Regions from separate parts of the Mus musculus genome. Here region 2 is linked to region 1. Evidence: chromatin contacts called from public HiChIP or PLAC-seq data. All regions are on one chromosome and are shown on one strand. Each heading gives the region's core, a stretch centred on a gene start, on an enhancer-like site or on the middle of the called end of the contact. The rest is flanking DNA. Distances are from core to core; before and after follow the strand shown. Region 1 has its middle 64 kb from the start of Gm23040. Region 2 overlaps Dgat2 (diacylglycerol O-acyltransferase 2).

Region 1 (6,486 bases), core at 1,448-3,947:
ATTATTTTTATTGTTGGTGTTAAAATTGTGTGTGCATGTGTACGTGTGAGTGTACATATGTATGAGTCAGAATTTCTTTTGCCTGGCTGGCTATGATGTCCCCAAAATCCACCTGTCCCCTTCCCACTGACACTGGGGTTATAAACACTCTCCTCCATGCCTGGCCTTTACACATGGGTCTTGGGGATTGAACCCAAGTCCTCAAACTTGCACTTTTCCAACTGAGCAGTCCTCCCTCTCCCCTGCAGCTCCCCCGCCCCCAACTGCTTTTAGTAGGAGGCAGCCGCCCCATCTGCTGAGCTTTTGGGAGCCCAGCACACAGCTTCTTGCTTCACGCACTGATAGGCTGATGAGAGAGTGCCGCTCTGGTGTCTCCATCTCAGAGCCCAGCTCTCTCTGCTTCCTGCTCCTCCCACCATGCCTGTCCACATCAGCAGCTGCCGGAGTGAGATTTATGTACCATTGGAGATTTGTAAAGAAAAGAGGGTGTGTGTTCATAAGGAAGGAAGAAACTAGCATTAAGGGTCCATTGTGTGGCAGGCACATTGGGAAACATCACTTCCGGTCAGCCCTGGGCCCTGGGAGGTGCCCTCGAAGTACCCCCATGCAGTGGGGGTGGGGCCGATGGAGTATGTGATGCTCCAAGGTGACCTGACTCATCAGCAGTGTGAGGAGTGGACAGAGACCAGCCTGGCTGCCGAGCACAGAGAAGGATGCCAGGGCAGGGGTCCAGCTGAGGACGGGGCAAGGGTCCAGCTCAAGAGCCCACAGACTGGCTTGAGCCCCTAGTGTAGCGAGTGGAGTTGGTAGCACAGGCTGGCACACACAGGGAGAGGGGGGGGCGGAGCTTGACTTCTTTCTGAGAGCAGTGGGAGGCAGATAAAGGACCAGGTCAAGGTAGCTGTGACCAGAAGTGCAATGTGTCCATTGAGTGGAGAAGAGGCACACTAACGGGAGTCAGAGGGACGGACCCCAGTGAGCGTCCTTCCACCCCCGGGTCTTAGTCTGCGCGGGCTATATGGAAGATCTCTTGTTTGTCTTCACACAGAGTTGACAAGAACATTCATACTCCTGACTTCCCCTGTCAAGACCCCCAGGAGGGGGAAGCAGAAGGCCCTGTCTTCCCGTTGGAAGATCCAGTCTAGGGAGTATCAGAGGCTTCCCCAAGATCACCCCAGTCCTGCAAGCCGTGTAGCTGTTAGAACTCTGGTCCTAGTGGCTAGAAAGGCCAGGGCCCAGCCTGGGTCAGCTAGGGTTCATCTCCAGGAGCACCGCCCAGCTGGCCTGGCTCAAAATAGCTTTCCAGATGCAAGGACATATTTTATCTTGTTCTGTTTTCCCACATGCACGCACACACACAAATAAACATCCCTGCATCTCAATGGGGCCAGGCTCTGGAGAAGGGGAAGAGAGACTGGGGCCCGGCAGACCGCCTACTGAGAGGCCCAGGTTTCATCCTTCAGTTCCTTTCGCGGGGTCAAGACTTTGCTTCCTGACATGAGTCTGGAAACTCAGGCTGCTTTCCCAGAGGCCACTGGTTTGTTCTTGGGGTCAGGCTGCTCTTTCCCTCAGGGTCACATTCTCCTCAGACATCATGACGCTGACAGGACAATACATGGGGGACTGAAGGGACCATGCATGAGAGAATTAGGAAAAAGACAACACCGGTCTGCCTCATGGTGGGGGTGGGGGCTTCCCAGCCACAGGAAGACCCCGCTGGGTTTCCTCTCTCCCCCAGAAGGTCCTGAAACCCTGGGGAGTGAGAGGTCTCTTTTCACTGAGAGCCTGCCACACACCAGCCACCTCCCCAAATACCATCCCCTTGGCCTTCCTTCTAAGCCCCTGAGGTCTCTGGGATTCATCTGCTCAGGGTTTTGCCATCATGACCAATTTCCCATCCTTAGCTCAAAAGCCTTGATATACATGGACATGCTGGCCCATGAATGCCCACTTGGAGACTGGTAGGTAGAGTCACTGAACTCAGGGCTACTTGTGCCCAGCAACTCAGGGTTGCTAAGGTAAAATAGGCTAGAGGTACAGGTTAAAGTGGATCTCCCCCAAGCACTGGTACCCATGCATGCGATCTTTCCCGGAAACAAGGTCTTTACAGAGGTAAGCAAGTTAAGCTAACCAAGGCTGGCCCTAGCTCAGCATAACTAGTGCTGTTTTGTGTGCACACACACGTATGTACACGTAGAGGCCAGAGTCAGTTGTTCCTTTTGTTTTGTTTTGTTTTTGGTTTTTTGGTTTTTTTCGAGACAGGGTTTCTCTGTGTAGCCCTGGCTGTCCTGGAACTCACTTTGTAGACCAGGCTGGCCTCACACCCAGCTCAGTTGTTCCTTTTCTGTCACTTTGTTTAACTTGGTTTTTTTTAAGACAAGGATTCCTCCTGGCCTGGAGCTTGTTAAGTAGGCTAGCCTAGTAGGCGAATGGCGTCTAGGCATTTCTCTGCCTGTCTCTGCCTTCCCCTGCTCTGGCATTATGAGCCCAGCCCGCTGTGCCCTTGGCACTTCTATGCAGGTTCTGGGATTCAGGTCCTTACGGTTTAAGGCAAGAGCTTTACTAAGTCAGATCCTTGCAATCAAGAGAAATACTTTTGCCACTGAGTCATTCCCGCCCCTCACCCTCACCCCATCCCACCCAATCCGATCCCACTCCTCCCCTCCCCAGGCCCAGCAACTTGTGCTCTGGTAAGGAGTGGGAAGCCTGGTGCAATCAGCTCAGGGCTGGATTCCAGCACCCGGCAGGCTGCAGTGTCTGAGCACAGCCTGGACTGTTAGAGGGAAAGTGGGTCTCCAAACCACGGAGAGGAAAGAGGAGATACCACACATTTTGTTGTTTTGAGCTTCCCAGTGTGTGCCACTTTGTTACTGCAACTAGGGGACCCACAGGGCAGAGTGCCACAAGTTGTCTCTGACCTCTCTGGAAGCAGGCAGAGCTGGACCCAAGAGGCACCGGCATAGACTCAGCTCAGCTCAGTCTGTCTGCTCTGCCTCTGGGTGAGCGCAGGGCACTTCCTGGGGTGTGTGCTGTGAACTCCTGGGGTGCACCCATGCTGTGAACTCCTGGGGTGCACCCATGCTGTGAACTCCTGGGGTGCACCCATGCTGTGAACTCCTGGGGTGTACCCATGCTGTGAACTCCTGCGGTGCACCCATGCTGTGAACTCCTGGGATGCACCCATGCTGCGAACTCCTGGGGTGCACCCATGCTGTGAGCTTCTGGTTTTGTTTTGAAATCTATTTTTTTTTTAACCCCAGCCCAGAAAGAAAGGCACCTATCTTTTTGTTAAAAAAAAAAATCAAATACTACTTTTTGCAAATGCCTTTTATTCACCTGGAATGAATTTTTGGGTAGCTTTGGGTCTCTTTGTTTACTGAGGTAAGGTGTCTCAGGCTGGCCTGGAATTTTCCATCCTCCTGCCTCATCCCAAGAGCTGGGATCACAAATGACCAAGTTTCACTTTAATATCTGGAAGAACAAAGCTCTCCCACTTCATTTTGCTGTTCTGGGATGTCACTCATATATATGTATATTTAATATATGTGTGCATATTAAATATATGTGTAGTATATGTATATTAAATACATATATATGGATGACCATATATATGGCCATTTTCTCCCTCCCCCTTTTCATTTTGAGGATCACACCTAGGGCCTCCCATACACTAAGGAAGTGCTCTGCCAGTGAGAATTACATTCCCAACCCTAAAAAAATTCTTAAGTTTCCTTACATAAAAGTCTCTCAAAATAATATTAATATCACCTTTTTTTTGTGCTTTTCAAGACAGGTTTTCTCTGTGTTGCCCTGGCTATCCTGAAACTCACAATGTAGACCAGGCTGGCCCCAGACTCAGATCCACCTGCCTCTGCCTCCCAGTGCTGGGTTAAAGCTGTGCACCGTCCCTGCCCAGCCCGCACCACCCCTGCCCGGCCCACAGCCATCACTATTGATCTGAATGATTTACTTTAAAATGTGTGAGCTATAACAGAGATTGATAGGTCAGAATGTGTTTTTGTGAAACGCTTCCATTCAGTGTAGATAGCAATGTATACACAATGTATTTATAATTAACTATGATGTTATCTTGCTTTACATACTGTTTTAACTTTTCTTTTTAAAGATTTATTTATTTATTATATGTAAGTACACTGTAGCTGTCTTCAGACACTCCAGAAGAAGGAGTCAGATCTCCTTACGGATGGTTGTGAGCCACCATGTGGTTGCTGGGATTTGAACTCAGGACCTTCGGGAGAGCAGTCAGTGCTCTTGACCGCTGAGCCATCTCTCCAGGCCTGTTTTAACGTTTTCTCCATTTGTGATACATCTTAAATTATGCATACTCGTGCACCCAGCACTCAGGAGGTGGAGGCAAGAGGATCTGGAATTCAAGACCATAGCAAGTTCAAGGCCAGCTTGGGCTACTTGGCAAACAGAAAAATATCTATTTGCATGGTGGGAAAAAAATAACTGCCTTATTTTTTAAAAAATAATATTTGCAAAGATTCACACTTTAGAAAAATACTCTCAGGCTGGTGAGATGGCTCAGCGGGTAAGAGCACTGATTGCTCTTCCGAAGGTCCTGAGTTCAAATCCCAGCAACCACATGGTGCGTCTGAAGACAGCTACAGTACGCTTATTTATAATAATAAATAAATCTTTGGGCAGGAGCAAGCAGGGCTCACTGGAATGAGCAGGGTTGGCCAGAAAGAGCATTCAATTTCCAACACCCAGATAAAGGCTCACAACCATCTGTACAGCTACAGTGTATACTCATATACATAAAATAAATAAATCGAAAGAAAGAAAGAAAGAAAGAAAGAAAGAAAGAAAGAAAGAAAGAAAGAAAGAAAGAAAGAAAGAAGGAAAGAGAGAAAGAAAAGAAAGAAAGAGAGAAAGAAAAAGAAATTCCTGATGAGATACTTTGGTGTGTTTCTAATAGCTCATTTTAAAAATGAATTTTGTTCCCAATGACTCTGCAATGTTGAATAAAAATAGACCTCTGGGAAATGACACTATTAGGAGGTATGGCCTTGTGGAATAGGTGTGTCCTTGTTTGGGGAAGTGTGTCACTGGGAGTGGTCTTTGAGTTTTCAGAAATTCAAGCCAGACCTAGTGGCTTGCTGTCTCTTCTTGCTGTGGATTCAAATGTAGGCTTCCTAGCTACCTCTTCAGAACCATGTCTGATTGCATGCTACCGTGCTTCCTGCCATGATGACAATTGACTAAACCTCTTGGCTGTTAACCCCAATTAAATGCTTTCCTCTATAAGAGTTGCTGTGGTCATGGTATCTCTTCACAACAATAGAAACCCTAAGACATCCTCCAAAAAGAGTGTGCTCATTAGTCCAACCACTGGCATTATATCACACTGACAACACTAACATAGGCACCAACTTTTGGCATACAGACAATTCCACTAGGCTTCTCCCAGGGACCTAGCAACAGCTTACATCATCATCTGCTGCCATTCCCTGCTAGGTGCAAGCCAAGTGCTACAGAGTATAAAGAGGACTATTCATTACCTCAACTCACTCTCTCTCTCTCTCTCTCTCTCTCTCTCTCTCTCTCTCTCTCTCTCTCTTTCTTCTCTTTCTCTCTCACCCCTTTTCTCTCTCACTGTTTCCATGTGTTCCCGGCTGGACTCTCTTCCTTCCTTCTCTGCCTTATGTCTGTCTGCCTCTACCCCTTCTCCAGGTCCTCTCGCCCTTCCCTTTCTAATAAAGCTCCCTTATACCAAGTCTGACATATGGAATGATTTCTCAGGGGCACATCTTGGCATGGGGCTGCCAGGTACCCCCTTACCCCAGTCCAGTCACCACTACATTATATTTCATGACACCAACCATCATGCATTTTGTGAATTAGCTAACCAATTCAGTTACAGGCACAGTGACGTGGGAAACAGCATGTTTCCCCACAGTTTGCTATGTTAGCTTTCTTTCTACGGTAACCCTTTAATCTGCTGGTAAGAACAATTCATTTTCAGATTCTCCTGCTGTTGATTCCTTGTGTCAGAGATGGTGGCTTGTGTGACACTGTGTCACTGAGTTTGTTCATTATCCGTGTTATGTGGGTCTGTGTGCTTTGGAGACCCAGTGGTATGAAGGGCACAGGACGCACTGGTCATTTCACCTCAGCAACTGCTGACTCTTCTGCGAAGGCTGGAGCACCAGCCCTGAATTATTTTCAAACAAATGACATTAACCATTTCTCTCACACATAAGTACTTCACCAAGTCTCTTCAAAAGACAAAGGCTCTTACATACTCCCAGGCAGATAAATAGTGGTTATGTGATAGAACCACAAATCCAATATATCAATTTCCTTGGCTACCTTTTCAAAATCGTGTTGATAAGATTGGGAAGACGTCAGAAAAAGTTCAAAAACTCAAATTAGGCAAGAACAGCTCTTTCTGCTCAGCTCTTCAAAGCCTTCATTTGTTTTTATGGTATGGACGTCCTGCTGTCTGCCTTACTCTGG
Region 2 (6,962 bases), core at 4,082-6,581, 580 kb before region 1:
CCAATTGAGCAGAAGGGCCTTCACTCAGCTAGGAGGTTCCTGTAACTGAAGGAAAGGAAAGTTGGGTCTTTAGTTATTCTCTCTAGCCAGGCACTCTGCTAGCCAGTGCAGGAAGGGAAGCTGTTAGGCACTTAGATGGGGATAGTGTGAGTGCCCCTCGCTGAGGCAGGGCAGCCCAGACCAACATCATCGGACTCTCCCAACTCAGGGATTGTATTTCTGGACGTTTACCTCACATAAACAGTTGGAAATACAGATAAAAGGGGGCTATTTGTCAAAGTGTTATTCTAGGAGGGGAAGTTTGGAAACATTTAAACTATTTACCAGTAAGGATTTGAGTGAGTGCTGTCATATATGGCATGGCTATAATAAGGTAGGGAAGAGCAGCTTGGAAGAGACCAGTAACAGGGGGCTTTGATAAGCACCTCAGATAGAATGTGTTTCCTAGAAGACAGTACTGATGTTCCAGCTTTCGAGGGTGTGGGGGAGGGTGGTATCATCTTCATCATCATCATCACCGTCCTTGCCAGTATCTCACTGTGTAGCCCTGACTTGCCTGGAACTCACTAAGTAGACAAGGCTGAGATTTTGAAGGAAGAAGACCTGTGCCTATTTAAGTAGGAAAAGAACCATGTGGTTTATGTCAATGGAAGTAATAATACAGATGTTCATTCTGTTTTGACTTTCCTATATTTAAAAATTCTGAATATTGGGCTGTCATGGGGGCACACACTTCTAATCCCAGCACTTGGGAGGCAGAGGCAGGCAGATCTATGTGAGTTTGAGGCCAGCCTGGTCTACAAAGTGAGTCCAGGACAGCCAGCGCTGTGTAACACAGAGAAACCTGTCTCAGAAAAAAAAAATCCATTTTTCTAATCTAAGAGAGTGATGTCTTAGGAACAGAAACCTTTCTTCCTCCCCCTCTCAGCAGCTCCGTCCCAACTGTACTCCTAGCGATGCTGTGGCGGTATCTCAGGCTTAGCACCTCTCATGTTTGGGGGTCTTCCAGGTTCAACCCCAGGCTCCTTAGGAAGCCAGTTACCACTTAGAGCACCTCAGGACAACTTTGTTGATAGAACAATAGTTCAGATCATTAGCTGCCACAGCCACAGAGCCAGCCACCTCCCCCTCCTCCCATGGATAGGGCTCCTGGCATGAGGGCCGATGTTTGTCCTGTCCTGTCCTTTGCTGCCTCAGAACCTAAGTTGAGCCTGAGTGTTTGGCAAAAGCTTTGTACTAGCTGGCAGTGCCATCCTTTTGTCACACTGGAGTATAAAAGGTGGGTGGTGGGCTGCATGGGCCTGTCCTTTGGTCCGTTAAAGAGCCTGCAGTGTGCAGGGACCAGGCAGACCCTACCTCCAAGGATTCTTAGTGGGAGACCTGAAGCCATGGCTCTGCTTGCCAAACTTAGACTCTGAGCTGTACCCGCTGAGGGCTGGGTGCTCCTGTTAGGTGTTTGTGTTCCAACTTGGTTACGAGTTTTAGGGAAGTTACTGTGTTAGAGCCCGGGAGCAGGAAGGCAGGAGGCTGGCTGAGTTAGTGGTTTGGGGCTGTCGTTGCTGGGAAATAAGGATAAGGAAGAATAAAGCAGCCACCCAGGGAACATGAGCCCGGTAGCCGCCAACCACTGGCACTGGGGTTCAAATAATAAGAATCTGAGGACAGGTTTTGGAAAGTCTCTGCTGTCGTGGTTGCCTAGTAACGAGGCACAAAACATCAGGTCCCTTCCCCTTTCTGGGTATGCCCTGTGTCCTCTCCCAGACAGGCCTAACACATGTTTTCCTTGTAGCTGGTGAAGACACACAACCTGCTGACCACCAGGAACTATATCTTTGGATACCACCCCCATGGCATCATGGGCCTGGGTGCCTTCTGTAACTTCAGCACAGAGGCTACTGAAGTCAGCAAGAAGTTTCCTGGCATAAGGCCCTATTTGGCTACGTTGGCTGGTAACTTCCGGATGCCTGTGCTTCGCGAGTACCTGATGTCTGGAGGTAAGAATCCACGTCAGCTACTCCTCCTGGGCTCCACTGTCAAGGTTTGAGCCTCCCCGATGATCATAGCAATACAGGGAACGGTAGTGCCATTCTCATGAGGTGCTGAACCCATGCAGGTAGATGCCTGTCGGGAGCCGCCCTAGGCTTCAGGATGCATCCTGGGTGACATCCTCTCACCCGCTTCCTAGATGGGCCAGCCGTTGTGCTGCCTATTGACTGTGCCCCTGTTGTGGTCCCCACCAGCTGGATTGCAGAGCTAGGGCTTCATAGATCTTGCTGAATTTTCTCAAAACCACTCTGTATCTTCCTCCCCATTTTATAGATAAGCAAACTGAGAATCAGAAAAAGAGAATTGCTTAGGTAGGAAGGAAGGATCCTATATCTTCTAAGAGGATAACAGGTCTGGGACCTACCTGTAGAGATTTTTATTTCATCCTTGGTTGTATATTAGGATAGGGAATACATCCGTGAGCAATCCTGATTGTGTGTCCCCTCGCCCCAGGCATCTGCCCTGTCAACCGAGACACCATAGACTACTTGCTCTCCAAGAATGGGAGTGGCAATGCTATCATCATCGTGGTGGGAGGTGCAGCTGAGTCCCTGAGCTCCATGCCTGGCAAGAACGCAGTCACCCTGAAGAACCGCAAAGGCTTTGTGAAGCTGGCCCTGCGCCATGGGTAAGTGCCTTCACACAAGTCCAGTATTTTCCTCTAGCCAGGACAATGCGTCTCTGAAGAAGGTACCTAGACCCTAGGAAGGCAAGGATAGAAGTGCCCACACTGCATGGCTTGGCTTGTCCAGGTGTAGGTTTATGCAAAGATGCATGTATGTGGCCTGTTGTCCCTGGGCACTTACGGGTAGACTGAGAAGCCAGGCCTATGTAGGACATGTGAGGGGACTTCCCACTTGAGGGGTCAGAGGTGTGAGACTCAGTGGTAGAACAGATACTTGGTTTGTGCAAAGCCTTGGGTTTGATTCCTGGTTCGAGCACATAGTCTCTCCCTCTCCCTCTCCCCCCAACCCCCCTCTCGTAACCTAGAAATGGAAAAAGAGACAAGGAAGGAGATAGCATTGTTTGAAGTACCAGGGAAAGCCAGTTGGAAGGGTGACCTTTAGACAAGAGCTGGCAGCTTGGAATACTGATCTTTCTAGAAAACCAGGGCTGTACTCTGATAAGCAAAGTCACTTTCTAGGATTCCTTAGACTTCTTGGCAGATGAGGCGAGTTGAGTACCCATTTTCCACTGTGGAAGACAGAGGATCCATGACCTGGGGATTAGAGCTGAAGGTCTAAAAGTACCTCTTATACTCTGTTATTGCTTTCCACCCACATATCAGCTATGGGAGCCTGAACTAGGGTGAGCCAGGTTCACTGCACTGACCCAGTAGTCCAAGCCATTGAGGCCCCATGAATCTTAGAATGAGCTCTTCTCTTGGGTTTCAGGAAAGGCTGCTCAATGGTGTGCTCTGTCAGGTCAGACTAATGGCAGGGAGGGACAAGGACAGCTAGTGTGCTGAGTCTGTGCCATGAGGTGAATCTGTGCCTGTGAGGAAGTTGAATTGGGTTGGACAGCAGAGCCAGGCCCTCTCGGATGACCTGGGAACGACATCCAGTGATGGGGTCTGACTGACCTGGGACTCTCTCTTGCAGAGCTGATCTGGTTCCCACTTATTCCTTTGGAGAGAATGAGGTATACAAGCAGGTGATCTTTGAGGAGGGTTCCTGGGGCCGATGGGTCCAGAAGAAGTTCCAGAAGTATATTGGTTTCGCCCCCTGCATCTTCCATGGCCGAGGCCTCTTCTCCTCTGACACCTGGGGGCTGGTGCCCTACTCCAAGCCCATCACCACCGTCGGTGAGTCCTAAGCCTCGTGTTGAAGGCCATCCTGAGCATAGCCGGTCACCCAGCTCAGAGAACATCCTTGCCATTAGGACCCCGAGGGACTGGGAGTGAGGAGACTGAGCCAGGGCCACACACCTGTGAGGACTGGGTATGGCACCACTGGGCGTGCAGCTGTAAGAGAAAGAGCTATAGGATTGGTCTGCTGCTCTACTCAATAGTGTGCCCACCCAGGAAACATCTCCTACCCTGCCGGCTGCGAATTCTTAGCAGAGAAGAGGGGGGAGGAGCCAGGTGTCGTTGTGTGTGCATGCAATCCTAGTATGGAGGACAGAGACAGAACTGGTGCAGGTTTGGGGCCAGTCTGCTCTCCATCACAAGTTCCAGGCCAGCCAGGGCTACATAGTGAAGCCCTGGCTCAACATAAAATAAAAACTGCCTAACAAGAGTTCTAAAAACAAGGTATTGATTCTTCTGAGGAACAGAAAGAAGAGTAAACAAACATAGACCCGTGGGACCTAAGGGGACAACTAGCAGTGAGTGTTTGCTTTTGAGGACAAGTCAGAGCATTCAGAAAATCAAGGATCAGGGCTGTGGGGGTGTGTGCGTGCATGTGGGTGTGGGTTTAAGCTCCTAAGCCTGAGATCTCATGGGCACGTGTGGCTCTGAAGAGTGGACTGGAATGTCCAAAGGTCAGGCAGTACCCACGTATTGAGGGTGGGCATTTTTGCCTGTGCTCCTCGCAGGGCTGCTCGTCTTGCAGGGGTGGGGTGGGGTGGGGGTACAGTGGAGTGGCTGAGGGGCCGGGACTTGAGCCAGTGCAGCCTCCTCAGCTGCAGGGTGGGAAGCTGCTGCGGGGCAGTTGGAGGGGAGCTCCGGGCACTCTTCACTCACTCTGGTGTCCCCTGATAAGATTTCAGGGCTAACCTTTTGGTGTTGGGTTACCAAAGGGGACTTAGCCCTGGGAGAAGACTTAGCCCTGCTCTCAGCCGTCACTAGTTGCCTGTGGTTCTTAGTCTAGGAGCACCACCCCCAAGAGTGCCCTTCTGGGCTGGCGTGTCTCACTCTGGCCATTGTTCAGGTCTGGTTCATATTGTTGAAATATCGTGGGGTTAGCTTCCCTGTCGTTTCTAGGGGACCAACTCCCTCAGCCGACTTCCCGGTCCTCTGGCTCTCACAGTCTTTCTGTCTCCTCTTCTGAGATGCTGTCCAGCTCTGGGTGTGGGGGTTCTATTGTAGACCTGTGCGTTAGGGCTGAGCTCCCCTGGATGAGATTTTGACCAGTTGTGGCTTTCTGTAATCACCTCTGCCTGCTGGGAAGAGAAGCTGCTTAGATGAGAGTGAGATCTGCACGCATCTACAGCTTTAAGGGATCCCGGGAGCTGTTAGGTCCAGGGGAGAACAAAGGTTAGGATGGGCCAAAAGCAGAAGCCAGGAGGCCAGCCTGGGGCTTCAGGAGCCTTGGCTGAAGCTGTGGCGGTGGGGAGGGGTGTGTATGCGTCAGGGAGAAGAGTCTGAACAGTGCTGCTGGACTGTGGGCTGGGCTGGGCTGGGCTGTGGGCTGGGCTGGGCTGGGCTGTGGGCTGGGGTGGGCTGGACTGTGGGCTGGGGTGGGCTGGACTGTGGGCTGGGCTGTGGGCTGGGCTGTGGGCTGGGCTGTGGGCTGGGCTGTGGGCTGGGCTGTGGGCTGGGCTGGGCTGGGCTGTGGGCTGGGGTGGGCTGGGCTGTGGGCTGGGCTGGGCTGGGCTGTGGGCTGGGGTGGGCTGGGCTGTGGGCTGGGGTGGGCTGGGCTGTGGGCTGGGGTGGGCTGGACTGTGGGCTGGGGTGGGCTGGGCTGTGGGCTGGGCTGTGGGCTGGGCTGTGGGCTGGGCTGTGGGCTGGGCTGTGGGCTGGGCTGGGCTGGGCTGGGCTGGGCTGGGCTGGGCTGGGCTGTGGGCTGGGGTGGGCTGGACTGTGGGCTGGGCTGGGCTGGGCTGGGCTTGAACATGTTGCAGGATGAGGCAAAGAAGGAAAGCTCTGTGAGACAGATGTTGGGTGGCAGATGGGGAAACTGAGGCTCTGAGAGGTGGCGGGGTTTGTCCTGAGTGAAGCCAAAGCTAAGCTTGTGGTCCACACCTTACTCGGGAACTCATGGCAGAGTGTGGAGCTAGGCTTCACCCGGGCTCAGAGGCCACACTCTCGGGTGGGGTCTTTCCCATGCTGCCCGTAGCACAGGGTCACCTCCCACTGGGCACCCAGGAATGGGCCACTCGGTGACGCTGACTGACAGATCCTCTGTCCCTCTTCTGCAGTGGGGGAGCCCATCACTGTCCCCAAGCTGGAGCACCCGACCCAGAAAGACATCGACCTGTACCATGCCATGTACATGGAGGCCCTGGTGAAGCTCTTTGACAATCACAAGACCAAATTTGGCCTTCCAGAGACTGAGGTGCTGGAGGTGAACTGACCCAGCCCTCGCGTGCCAGCTCCTGGGAGGGACGACTGCAGATCCTTTTCTACCGAGTTCTTGAGTGCATTTTGTTCTGTAAATTTGGAAGCGTCATGGGTGTCTGTGGGTTATTTAAAAGAAATTATAATTTGTTAAACCATTGCAATGTTAGATGTTTTTTAAGAAGGGAAGAGTCAGTATTTTAAGCTCACTTCTAGTGTGTCCTGCTCAAGGTGGAGGCTGATATTTATGGGCCTTGGTGGTTTCTTACCCACCCCTTCTAGCGTTCCCCAGACGACAGACACTTGGCCCTGGCTAGCTGGGCAAGGGCAGTCCTTAGTGACTCCAGGGATTCTTGAGAGGCAGAGGCCATGTCCCACCCGTGGCTGCAGGTCGGGTTCCTCGTACCAAGGGGAGGCTGAGGGCACAGCTGGCCCCACTTGGGGAGGGTAGATAACATCTGGACTGCCCGGCTTGGGTCTCTGCTCCTCACCCTAGCCCTCTTCTCCAATCTGAGCCTACCCTGGCCTCCTGTCTCCTGGCTAGGGACACGGCTGTCCCACAGGTGCCGTCTTGGGTTATCTCGCTGCTGTTGGCTGGTTTCACTCTGGAGGTTGGCACCATGGACACAGCTCAGCGTTGCTCTGGCGCATATCCTCCTGAGCCACACCCCAAGTCTGGTGTGAGGAAGGGCTTCTC

The links. HiChIP or PLAC-seq counts read pairs in DNA pulled down with a chosen protein or histone mark.
Region 2: a contact with region 1 is called in a FOXA1 HiChIP or PLAC-seq map of pancreatic cancer cells. The contact joins two enhancer-like sites. A contact is called at or near these places in 4 of 39 promoter capture datasets (3T3-L1-derived adipocytes, cranial neural crest, hippocampal neurons and 1 more), 1 of 115 datasets of contacts at active chromatin or transcription factors (pancreatic cancer cells) and 1 of 9 other capture datasets (embryonic stem cells).

The regions. Positions count from the first base shown.
Region 1 is chr7:98,567,527-98,574,012 of GRCm38.p6, reverse strand. No RefSeq gene overlaps it. Among named protein-coding and RNA genes, the nearest start is that of Gm23040, 64 kb to the right of the region's middle. Within about 2 kb of position 2,697, at least 49 of the 459 cell types and tissues checked have an H3K27ac peak or open chromatin away from gene starts, as enhancers often do. A contact at or near this core is called in pancreatic cancer cells, where this site is marked.
Region 2 is chr7:99,153,865-99,160,826 of GRCm38.p6, reverse strand. It overlaps Dgat2 (diacylglycerol O-acyltransferase 2), which reads left to right. Exons shown (of 8, transcript NM_026384.3): 5 at 1,790-1,994; 6 at 2,500-2,674; 7 at 3,648-3,850; 8 at 6,127-6,962. The coding sequence ends at 6,281. Among named protein-coding and RNA genes, the nearest start is that of Uvrag, 16 kb to the right of the region's middle. Within about 2 kb of position 5,331, at least 128 of the 459 cell types and tissues checked have an H3K27ac peak or open chromatin away from gene starts, as enhancers often do. A contact at or near this core is called in pancreatic cancer cells, where this site is marked.